Linked DNA regions of Sus scrofa: region 1 is linked to region 2. A link is a contact called in public Hi-C data. All regions are on one chromosome and are shown on one strand. The core of a region is the stretch at or near the end of the contact, and the rest is flanking DNA. Distances in the headings are between cores, read along the strand shown.

The links. Hi-C and Micro-C count contacts between places; a contact is called where the count stands out from the background.
Region 1: a Hi-C map of embryonic fibroblasts shows a contact between it and region 2, with 2.3 times the contacts expected there. The contact joins two enhancer-like sites. A contact is called at or near these places in 5 of 47 Hi-C or Micro-C datasets (embryonic fibroblasts, omental adipose tissue, skeletal muscle and 1 more) and 2 of 2 datasets of contacts at active chromatin or transcription factors (alveolar macrophages and skeletal muscle).

Annotation. Positions count from the first base shown.
Region 1 is chr17:54,936,217-54,941,417 of Sscrofa11.1, forward strand. The region is part of intron 8 of BCAS1 (breast carcinoma amplified sequence 1); the gene reads right to left. Among named protein-coding and RNA genes, the nearest start is that of BCAS1, 90 kb to the right of the region's middle. Within about 2 kb of position 1,500, at least 11 of the 83 cell types and tissues checked have an H3K27ac peak or open chromatin away from gene starts, as enhancers often do. A contact at or near this core is called in embryonic fibroblasts, where this site is marked.
Region 2 is chr17:54,617,134-54,622,201 of Sscrofa11.1, forward strand. ZNF217 (zinc finger protein 217) reads right to left here. Exons shown (of 6, transcript NM_001123217.1): 2 at 1,808-3,590. The coding sequence starts at 3,209. Among named protein-coding and RNA genes, the nearest start is that of ZNF217, 12 kb to the right of the region's middle. Within about 2 kb of position 3,563, at least 23 of the 83 cell types and tissues checked have an H3K27ac peak or open chromatin away from gene starts, as enhancers often do. A contact at or near this core is called in embryonic fibroblasts, where this site is marked.

The sequences.
Region 1 (5,201 bases), core at 250-2,749, 320 kb after region 2:
CTTTTTCTCATTTTATGGCAAGAAAATAGAAGCTCCAAGAAACTAACACGGGTCATGGAAGTAGCAGGATGGGGAGCCATGCTGGACACTATGGCAACGAGTCCATGTTCTATACTCTTAACCACCTCCCCATACTGCCCCTAGAGGGAGGAGGTACCACTCGCTGAACAAGTATTTATTGAGCATCGACTATGAAGCTACCTAATTAGGAAAAATGACAAGGACTTGGATAAGGTGGAGGCTGAAAACCTCAAGGAGGGATGCCTGTGGGACATGCTTATCAGGGCCATACTCCTCCACTGGTTAGGGATGGGAGACGTCTTTCTTTAGCTTGACTTCTTGGTGTCTGGCAGTTCCATGCACTTTCCTTCAGGATGTCACTGCCGTGAATGGCGCCAAGGTGCTCAACCCAAAGGCAAAGGGATCTGTTCTCTACGTGCAGTTGTGATTCCATCCGGATGGAAGGTAGTTTTTTCCTTCCTCTAGGTCTTCTGCATTCTTCGACAAGGACCCATCTCATCTGAGCACATTTAGGAAGAGAAATGGACTCTCTCCGTTATCATTTTCCTCCCTACCGCCAGCTCTTTCAGCTCTCACCCCCAAAGTCTTACCACTTGGGACCTGCATCAGTCTCCAGAATTCAGGCTGTGTTGAACTGTCTCTCCTGCTCAAACTTGCTCCCCGGCGTCCTTTAGCAGACAGGGTCCTGTCCTCAGCAGTTGGTCTTTAGGGAATGAATGTCCAATGGCAAAAACCAACCAACCAACAAACCAAAATGGTTTTTAAGTAAAACCTGAATGGCTCTCAGGAGTCCCATTACACCCTCGGAGAGAGAGATTTTCAACTTCCTTCTGACTGTGTCTATTTGGTATCATTAGGTACTCTGTTGATTTAAGGTTTAAATAAGCTTCCTTCTTCCTCTCCTTTCTAGTCCTTGGAGGAGAATTGGGATCAAATCAGAAGGCTCTCTTATTAGCAGTGGATCTAGTCTACCGTCCTGAAAACAGACCCTCGTGCTGCCAGAGAAATTACGGCAAAGAGGTTCAAACCCTTTAAAAAAAAGAAAGGAGACGACCTCAAGCTTTGCTGTGATTTTCCTCTGCTGTTCATTTTGAGGCATAGAAACTGTCTTTATGCAAAGGCGACTGCTGAGTTTAGACTAGTTCATCTGAGGTCTCTTCCATCACTGCGGTCACTGACGACTCTCTCCCTCCTTCCCTCCTCCGGTCCTCTCTTCCTCCCTCTCTTTTGCTTGCTTTCTATCCCCGCCCCCCTTCCTCTGGGCAGAGCCCTCTTTCAGGGACAAATGAAAATAGTTCATGCTGGCCTTTACAGTCAAAGGACCATAACCACAGAAGCTTATTTTTTCCAGCTGTCAAAAATAACAGAGTTTCTGTTTAAAGAGGTTAAAATCCTTTCAGAGTCTATTTAGCACTTTAAAGAGCAGTCTGAAGACTATTAAGTAATTTCAGAGATTCCCCAGTGTGATATGGAGCAACTTTCTTTACAGAGTTGATTTTTATTCATAAGAATCAAAGTTGAAGCACCTCAGGGCTGTCTAGCCTGCAGCGCTGAGCTGGGATCTAGTGGCAAATCTAAGCCTTGCCTCTGAATGAAATCATTTTTAATTTCTTTCACTGCGTCATGCATTCCTACAGCTTGATACACTGAAGAATGTCTGAACCATCTCCAAAATATATCACTTAGATGTTCAAAATCCTAGCGGAAATGTTTGGTGGTCAGTTGACATTTCTTTGCAAGGAATGCAAATGTATTTTGATAGAGATTTATTCCAACTGATGTTGAGATTTAAAAGGAGAAGTGGAATGACATTTTAATGGATGTGAGTACAGTAGCCCACCTGTCTACCAGAGCTCCCTCATGACAATAAATCCAGGCAACGAGACCTGCTAGAAACTTCCAGGATAAACAGAGGTTTTGAGTCCAGCCTCTGTGGTTTACCAAGCTACTCCCCTGAAATCGAACTGGACAACTCAGACAAAATTACACAGCCAAGGCAAAGCTCATTTTTGTGACAAGCATATTCAGAAAACTCACGTCCAAGCTTCGCTTAAGTCATGTATGGATTCTCCTTTCTTTCACTTTGTTGTCATTTCAGGTAAGCAGAATTTCGGGTAAGCCCAACACATAAAAATGATGTTTCCACAGAAAACATTAATAACAGAGTCACCAAAATGGAGCTATAGTTGTTCTACTTACTCTCAAAGAAAATGGCTCCCAGAAGCACAGGAAGCAGCAATAACACAGGAGCACAAGGGTGAGCTTTAGAAAAGCCCACGTCTGAATGTGGGCTCTGCCCCCACCAGCTCCGTGACCTTGGGCAGGTCATTTGCACAGGAGAGCAGTAAGAATGCTTCCCAGGGGATTTATATTAATAAAGGAGTTGATGCATGCACTGCGCTTTGCACAGGCCTGGCCAGATCATTTGCATGCAATAAACAAGTGGTAGCTATTATTATTATTACTATTAATAGCTGACACCCGCCAAATGACTACAGAGCCCCCTTTTAGGGTAGGAAGGAATGCAAGTCGCGGGTGGAGACAGGAATTGCCCAAACAAATGCTACTTTCAGCAACTTTTCCTTAAAAACCAACTCAGTCTTCATATTTGAATACTCAGGGAAGAATCTGAAATCAAAAACTTTGGCTAGAAGACTCCTGTTTTTTTGGTTTTACAGTTATCCTTCCAAACCACTCTCTTTCTCCTTTAGACAGTACCTTTCAGCAGGTTATCTGATGGAATGTGATCCAGAAAACCCCTCTCCTTTCCTGGCTGCCTCCTTTGGTCTTTAATTTGCCTAATACTGACACTCAGTCTTTCTTAGGTGAGCCTGAGAAGGTTATTCCCCCAAAGAGTTTCTTACAAAACGGATGGTCTAAAGAAAGAGACAAAAGAAACAGCGGGTGGGAAACACACAATCGTCTGGAGGAAGAAAAGCACTTTTCAAGTGTAAGGTGTTACTAAGATTGACAAAGTATAAATCTGTATTTCCAAACCTCCATCTCCCATCTTTCTGGTTTCACCTGCCTGCCTGGTTTGTGTGAATACAACCAGAGTTCTCCACACACTCACTCTGTAAAATTATACCAGTGCTTCGAATAGCCAATTTCCTGGCGAATCGTTGAGTTATTACACATACGCATCCTTTTCTCTTTAGGGTGTGACAGATGTCTTAATTATTCCTTGCAATTACTCTGAAAGCCTGTGGGAGCTCACAGGATTTTTGTGAAGTGCTGTATCTGTATCCAATGCAATATTAGGACATCTCTGCTTTCTCTTCCCTGAAATACAATCATTTGAAAAAATGATATTCTATTTTTATTTGTATGAAAGATTAACTTCTGGAAAGACCAAGCTCTCTTTAGAAATGAACTGGGCAATGCATTTATTTTAAAAAAAATTCAACAAAGAAGTACTATGGGAGAGTAAAATATAGTATCTAAAAGAAACTTAAGGGAAGGGAAGGCTAGAAAGTAGAAAGTCAACGATCAGATAAAGGGAAACACTGATTATAAAACAAGGGTGATGCATTTGCCGTTGTTTTCTATTAAATCAATTATTTTTTAAAACTATGTTTTGCTAAAAATATCTAAAATCAGTTTCAAGCCTCCGCTTATTCAATAATAATGCTCAGGCACATACTAAAAAAAAAAAAAAGAGAGAGAGAGAGAGAGAAAGAAAAATTCCACAGTGATGGGCCAGATACTGTCTCTGTCTTCAAGGCGTTAGAGCGGGTTTGTTTTTCCTGCATAAATTCCAAGGCTTTAGTTTGGAAGCCACGAACTGTTTGGCAAAAAATAAGGGCTGAAGCTGACTTCCAGGAGTCTATAATATGAGGATAGTAACACGTGTGCAAAAAGTGGGTCTGTAAGGATGTTCTTACAGGTTCATGAGGAAATGGTGATCACGTGTGGAAGGCATGGTACCAACTCACTGCATATGGCGTCGGGTTAAAAAGAAATCTCTGGGAGTTCCCATCGTGGCGCAGTGGTTAACGAATCCGACTAGGAACCATGAGGTTGCGGGTTCGGTCCCTGCCCTTGCTCAGTGGGTTAACGATCTGGCGTTGCTGTGAGCTGTGGTGTAGGTTGCAGACGCGGCTCGGATCCCGCGTTGCTGTGGCTCTGGCGTAGGCCGGAGGCTACAGCTCCGATTCAACCCCTAGCCTGGGAACCTCCATATGCCGCGGGAGCAGCCCAAGAAATAGCAACAAAAAAAAGACAAAAAAAAAAAAAAAGAAATCTCTGTTTTCCTTACTAGGCTTCACTCTCCCTGGGGCCAGGGAGCACATCTATGCGCACTGGTATATCTCCAGTGCCTGGAATAGAGTGGGCCCTTAACAATCATTTGTTGAATAAGTGAATGGCATGCGAACCGCTGGAAACAAACCAAATGTCCATCCATAGAGCAGGGGTTAATCAAAACAAGATAAATCCAGATGGGATTCAATGAAGTCATTATAAAGAGTGAGGCAGCTCTAGATCTGGGGCTACAAACTCACATCCTCAGAGGGAATGGGCCAGTAACGTAAACGAGGGAGCTGGGCTGGGTGTGACAATAGGGATGGGTGGGGATTGGGGTGAGCTGGAAAACCCCTGTCTTTTGTGTATTTGAATTAATCACCAGGGTAATATAATGTTCTAATGAAAGCAAAACAGAAGGCAAGACACGAATAGTGAGGATATCTGGAATTTTAGGGGAAATCACAACAATTCTGGAAGCATGGGGGTTTAAACATTAAAAGGAAGCAATAATATTCAAGCTCCCAGGTACTACCCTTTCAATGGGCAAGACGAAATAAGAACAATGGACATCAAGACCTGACACTGCGAACGGACCTTTGCTTCTCCCCCAGTCCAGGGGAGAACCACTTCCAAAGGTCCCCTGTTTCCACTTCACCCCAACAGTTCAGATTTATAGTTTCTACCGCTCGAGAAAATAATCCCAAACAGTATCTAATGGATAACTCTGGAGGATAAATGTGAATGCGGAACCTCATTCGAATTTAAGGATGTGTCTGAATGGAGGCAGGAGGTGGTTTATAAGTCTTTCTTGCTTTATCTGGAGTCTCATCTTTTCTTCTCTTTTATTTTTTATTTATTTATTTTTTTGTCTTTTTTTGTTGTTGCTGTTGTTGTTGCTATTTCTTGGGCCGCTCCCGCGGCATATGGAGGTTCCC
Region 2 (5,068 bases), core at 2,313-4,812:
ACATCTACCTGCTTCCTGCTCCTAAGCATCACCTTTGACTTTGTTGTGCTGTCCTCCAAAGGACTTTTTATAAATAGGCAGTTGAAATCATCCTTGGGTGGTGGAAGACAAGGGTCGATGAACCAATCTCACAAACAGGAAAATCAGGCAAAGAAAGGTTAAGCAACACGTAATGGGTCACAGAACAATACCCTGGTAGAACCAGACGCGATGCAAGTATTGGTGCCCCCAGCTATTATGGGCTATTCTATCTGCCTGCTGGCTGGGCCCAAGTTTGCCATCCAGTTCTTCTGCCCATACCACCTGGTAGATGAGACCAGCCCGCCCTCTTCTTTCAGGGCACTGGGGCATCTCGAAGGCCTCATTATCTCCCCATCACTGCAGGCCCACCAACAGCACTGACACTAAGAGGAACCACTTGAAGACTGGAGGTCTGTGTTTAAAGTCATTTTTATGATGTCATTAAGACACCATAACGCATTTCCTAGATTTCTGGAAAGGGACTATTTTAAGCAAGCTAAGTGCTAGGTTCTCCCGTGTCCCAGGAAACTCAAAACATTCTAAATATTTGATATGAAAACTACGCCTCCCACGCCCATCACATGATCAGAAAAAAAAAAAGCTGGGCACTGGCTCAAGAGACGATGTATTATCTATAGGTCACATTCATCCTGTGTCTCATCCACGGAGTTCTTAGAAGACATCAACACACAGCATTCGTCTAAACCCAAGACCACGTCTCTGACAAATAGTTTCTCCAAGACTAACTTATGTCTCATCATTCACGTGTTGATTATGCAGGGCTTTATTAACTGTTCTCCAGCAGCAGAATCCTCTAGTCAAACAAAATATTATTAAATGGATACGAGAAGCTGTGGTTTAAGCGAAGATGGGCACAACTAGAACCACAGGTGGATCCTTTGCCAGGACTCAAGAAATACATCAACGAGCCTTCAGTGATGGCTTCCATTTCCTCTAATTGCCATTAGTACCTTAGAAATTTGAGCAAAGGAGCGAGATCTTCTTTCAAACATCTTTGGTGTGTTCACATGCTTTACAAACTGCTTCAGTTCCTGGGCTGACTGTGAATGGACACTTGCCCCAGACATAAAGGACAGGGTACCAGGCAGCACCAGATGGCCTAACAGCAATCTCTCAGCTCTGGTTGAGAACCATTCTCAGTAGTGTCTGGGACCACAGATACCCATTTGTGGAATAAATGACTGAAAGCTGGTCCTTGACCGAAAGGGAAGTTGACTGCATTTATGGATAACTTGTTTTCATAGATTAAGATCAGGAATGCTGGGGAAGTGGAAGGCAAGGGTCTCTCAACCCTGCCACTACTGACACCTGGGGCCAGACTGTTCTCCGCTGGGGGGTCTGCCCTGCACACGGGCACCTTTAACAACATCCCTGGCCTCCACCCACCGGGGCCAGTGGCGCACACACACCAACACAGTGTCGACAACCAAAAGAGTCTCCAGACAGTGCCAGTGTCCGCTGGGGGCCAAACCGCCCCATGAAGCAGCACTGCTTTAGGCTGATGCACAAGGTGAGATCACCTGTGAACTTTGCAAAATATGAAATCATCATTTTAGAACAGGAAGAAACTTCCCTAGACCTTTTAACTCAAGCCTATTGCTTCAGAAATGAGAAAAGTAAGGCCAAGAGGTTAAGCGATTTCCAAGAAGGTAACCCCAAAGAGCCAGGCCTCTAAGCCAGCTCTCCACGCCCCTAAGCTGCCGGCGCACCCGGGGGCCAACTGTTGGGGGGGGGGGGGTCGGGTCCCGGCCACGCAGCAGCTTACCCAGGTGGAGCCCTTCTGGAAGCCCATCCTCGGACCCGTCCTCGGAGCCCCCCTCTCGATCCATGGCTCCATTCTCATCCAGGCTGGGGGGCGGGTCGGGGGAACACGTCGGCGGCTGCCTCCCGTCCACTGACATGGTCGGCGACTCGGCGTCCGCCCTCCTGTCCTTCTTGTGCACCCGGGAGTGCAGGACCAGCTGGTGGTAGGTTCGGAAAGCTTTGCCGCACTCGGAGCAGTGCGTCGGCTTCTCCTTGTTAGTGGATACCTTGGGGTCGGCGTCGGCGGAAGGCACTTCACCGGTGGGGTGTCGAGGCTTCTCCTTATCTTGCGAGAGGCCTGGACAAGCGCTTTTGCTCGTCTTGGACTTTGCAGAAGCTTCGGGATGGCTTTTACTCCCGCTCCAAATCTCCCCCAGCTCTTCTTTGTCTGAACAGGACTCGTCGTTGTCCGTGCTCCCTTCCTGGCCCGGCTGCTCCTTCACTTCCCGGCACACGGCCACCTTCCCCCGGGTGGCCAGCTGCCAGGCCTGGTAGGTGGTGAACGGGTCCAGCTGGGGGATCCATTTGGCCGGCTTCTTGGCGACCTCGGGGTGAGACGTGGGTCTTAAGTTTAAAAACTGCAGCAACTCCTGGCCCGGGGACGGCGCGCCCTCCGGCCGACACTCCGCCTGCGCGCCGCCGCCGCCGCCGCCGGAGGAAGCCGTTTCTTTGGTGTGCATCTTCCTGTGATCAATGAGACTTTCTTTATTTGGAAACAGAAAGCCACAAACCATGCAGATCTTGTAGGGAGATGAGACGCTCTCGGCCGCGTGCTCCTGCACCACCTCGTTGATGGTCGCCGGGCTCTCCAGGCCCTGCTGCAGCCGGCTCTTGGCCCCCGACTTCCCAGTGTGTGTGCGCATGTGATTCTTCAGAAACCACGGCTCCTTGAATCGCCTTCCGCACACGGTACACCCGTAAGTGAACGAGTCCTTGTGTTTCTTCATGTGGATCTCGACGTCGAAAGCGACTCGGAACGCCTGCCCACACACTTCACAGCTAAATTCTTCGTTTTCCTTGCAATTCTTGTCCTTTGGAGGTTCCGCTCTCACTTGACCTTTGTCAAGAGGACTCAGGTACTCGGCTTCCACTCGCAGGACGGCGGGCTCACAGAGGATGGGCCGATGTTGCATCAAGACGTGTTTATTGAGGTCTTCCGAACGTGTGAAGGTCTGACTGCAAAACATGCAGTCCAAGGGCATGTACCCTTCCATCGGGATCACGTTCTTCTCCTGCGTGGCTCTGAAAGGAACCGTGGTGGCCCCTTTTATTGTCATGGCATCATCTATCTCCATCTGGCTGCCAAGAGAATTGCCAATAACTTCTGGTCCGTCCATATACACCAAGAGGGACTGCGTTGGCATGTTTCCTGTCTCTTCAGGATTGTATATAAAATAAGAATCCGGCTGAGGAATCTCTGGAGTTGGAATAAGGCCACTTGTAAAGACTTGTCACTCAGCACGCACCCGGCAGCCCGAGGCTTCAAAACTAGAGCAAAAGATTTGTTATAAAAATGCAAAAGAAAATGTGTATTCCTCCAACTTCTTATCTTCAGAAGTCTTAGGAAGCTCAGTGATAGAGGCTATCACTGGATCCTTCCACAAACGAGGCAGACAGACTCCCTGGTGCTTTGATTCAGAGATGAGTCAGCACAAAGCATTAGTTCTCTTTGTCTCCATCGGGTGAGTGATTCAGTTGAGCAAGAAGTCAATTCCAGCAACCTGGAGACAAGGGATTTCCAAAACCTAGAGGGAAAAAAATAGCAACGGGTCAGCTCCAGTCAGAGAAAGAGAGGCGGGTGGCTGGTGGCTGACGCCCCGTGGTCCTTCCCACGGAGAGCAGAGAAGGGACCTAATTGGGAGGCTTCACTTTTAACTAATACAGTGCATCCTGTTAAACATGCTTGTTAATGAAATCATTAGCATCTTATCCAATCAGTACCCTTATCAAAATGCTAGACATTCATGCTGGTTAAGAAACTTAAAACATGGTGCTTTAATGACTTAAATCTGAAATGTAAAGTTTCAGGACAGAAATTGTTAAATTCAGCTCAGTCTGTTTTAACTGCCACTAAAAGGCACGTGTATCCTTACAAACAGCCTCTACAAATCTAGATTATAAAGAACTGTGAAAAATAAGGTGACAACGAAAGCACTTTAGGTAAAATTTTCAAAGCCAGAGATTCACACTGTCTTCCATACAAGGAAACGCACACAATGCCTAAAAGATGATTACACACACACAGGTCAACAAAAGCACCCAAAAACTGGAAACCTTTCCTAAAATCCCCATTCAAGAAACATACCTCAGAATGGTTGCTCATCTTGGCCAAGGGGAACCTTGATATTTTTCGGTTCCCTGGATATTCTGAACCTATTGTACGGCCCAAATCCCAGTTTGCTTCTGCCTTCAACAGGCATCAGGGTAGGGCTTCCTTGCCCAAACGACAAATAAGGAAATACACACACAAAGCTACTTTGTGAATGTACACACTTAAAATCCTCAACATAGCTGGTTCAACATGTCTTAGTCTTCAAGAAAACTGATCCTCTCATTTTTAATCTACCTTTCACATTATGCTTGGGCTAGGTGAAAAATGGATGACTTGATTTAACTCTGCAGGCTGATTCAGAAGCTAATGTTCACTCTGGGAGAAGAATTAACCTCAAAAACCAATACCCTCCACCTTCACAGCAGGCATAGGAACTGTTTTTAACTAGTCCCAGCAACTTTAACAGAAGTCAGTTAATTCCACACAAGAAAACAAAAAGACATGCAAACTACTCCCACCACAGTCAACGTTAAATTAAACACACACACACACACACACACACACACACAACTTTCCTTTCCTTCTCTCCACTTCCTCAAAGAGCAGAGGCCTGTAGGCTCAGAAGAGGAGGAAACATTTCTTCCTCTTCTTTACACTCAGAAGAAGAAAATTCTCATACTCCTGGTTATCTTTAGTTTTGAATAAACTAGCTCTTTAACATTAAACTTTTCTAAATAAGACTGCTGATCAAAGCTTAGGGTAAAGAAAGAATGGACAGAAGTGTTTTATCTTGATTTCTTAGTCTTTTGTTGCAATCACAATGGATAAACACATGGGCCGGCTACCGGCTGGCTGGGCAGGATATGATAGAACACTCCAGAGACCCGAGTTCTAGTCCTAAGTCACAACCTTAAAGCTGTCACGACCACCTCCCCCTCTTTCTCCGTCTGC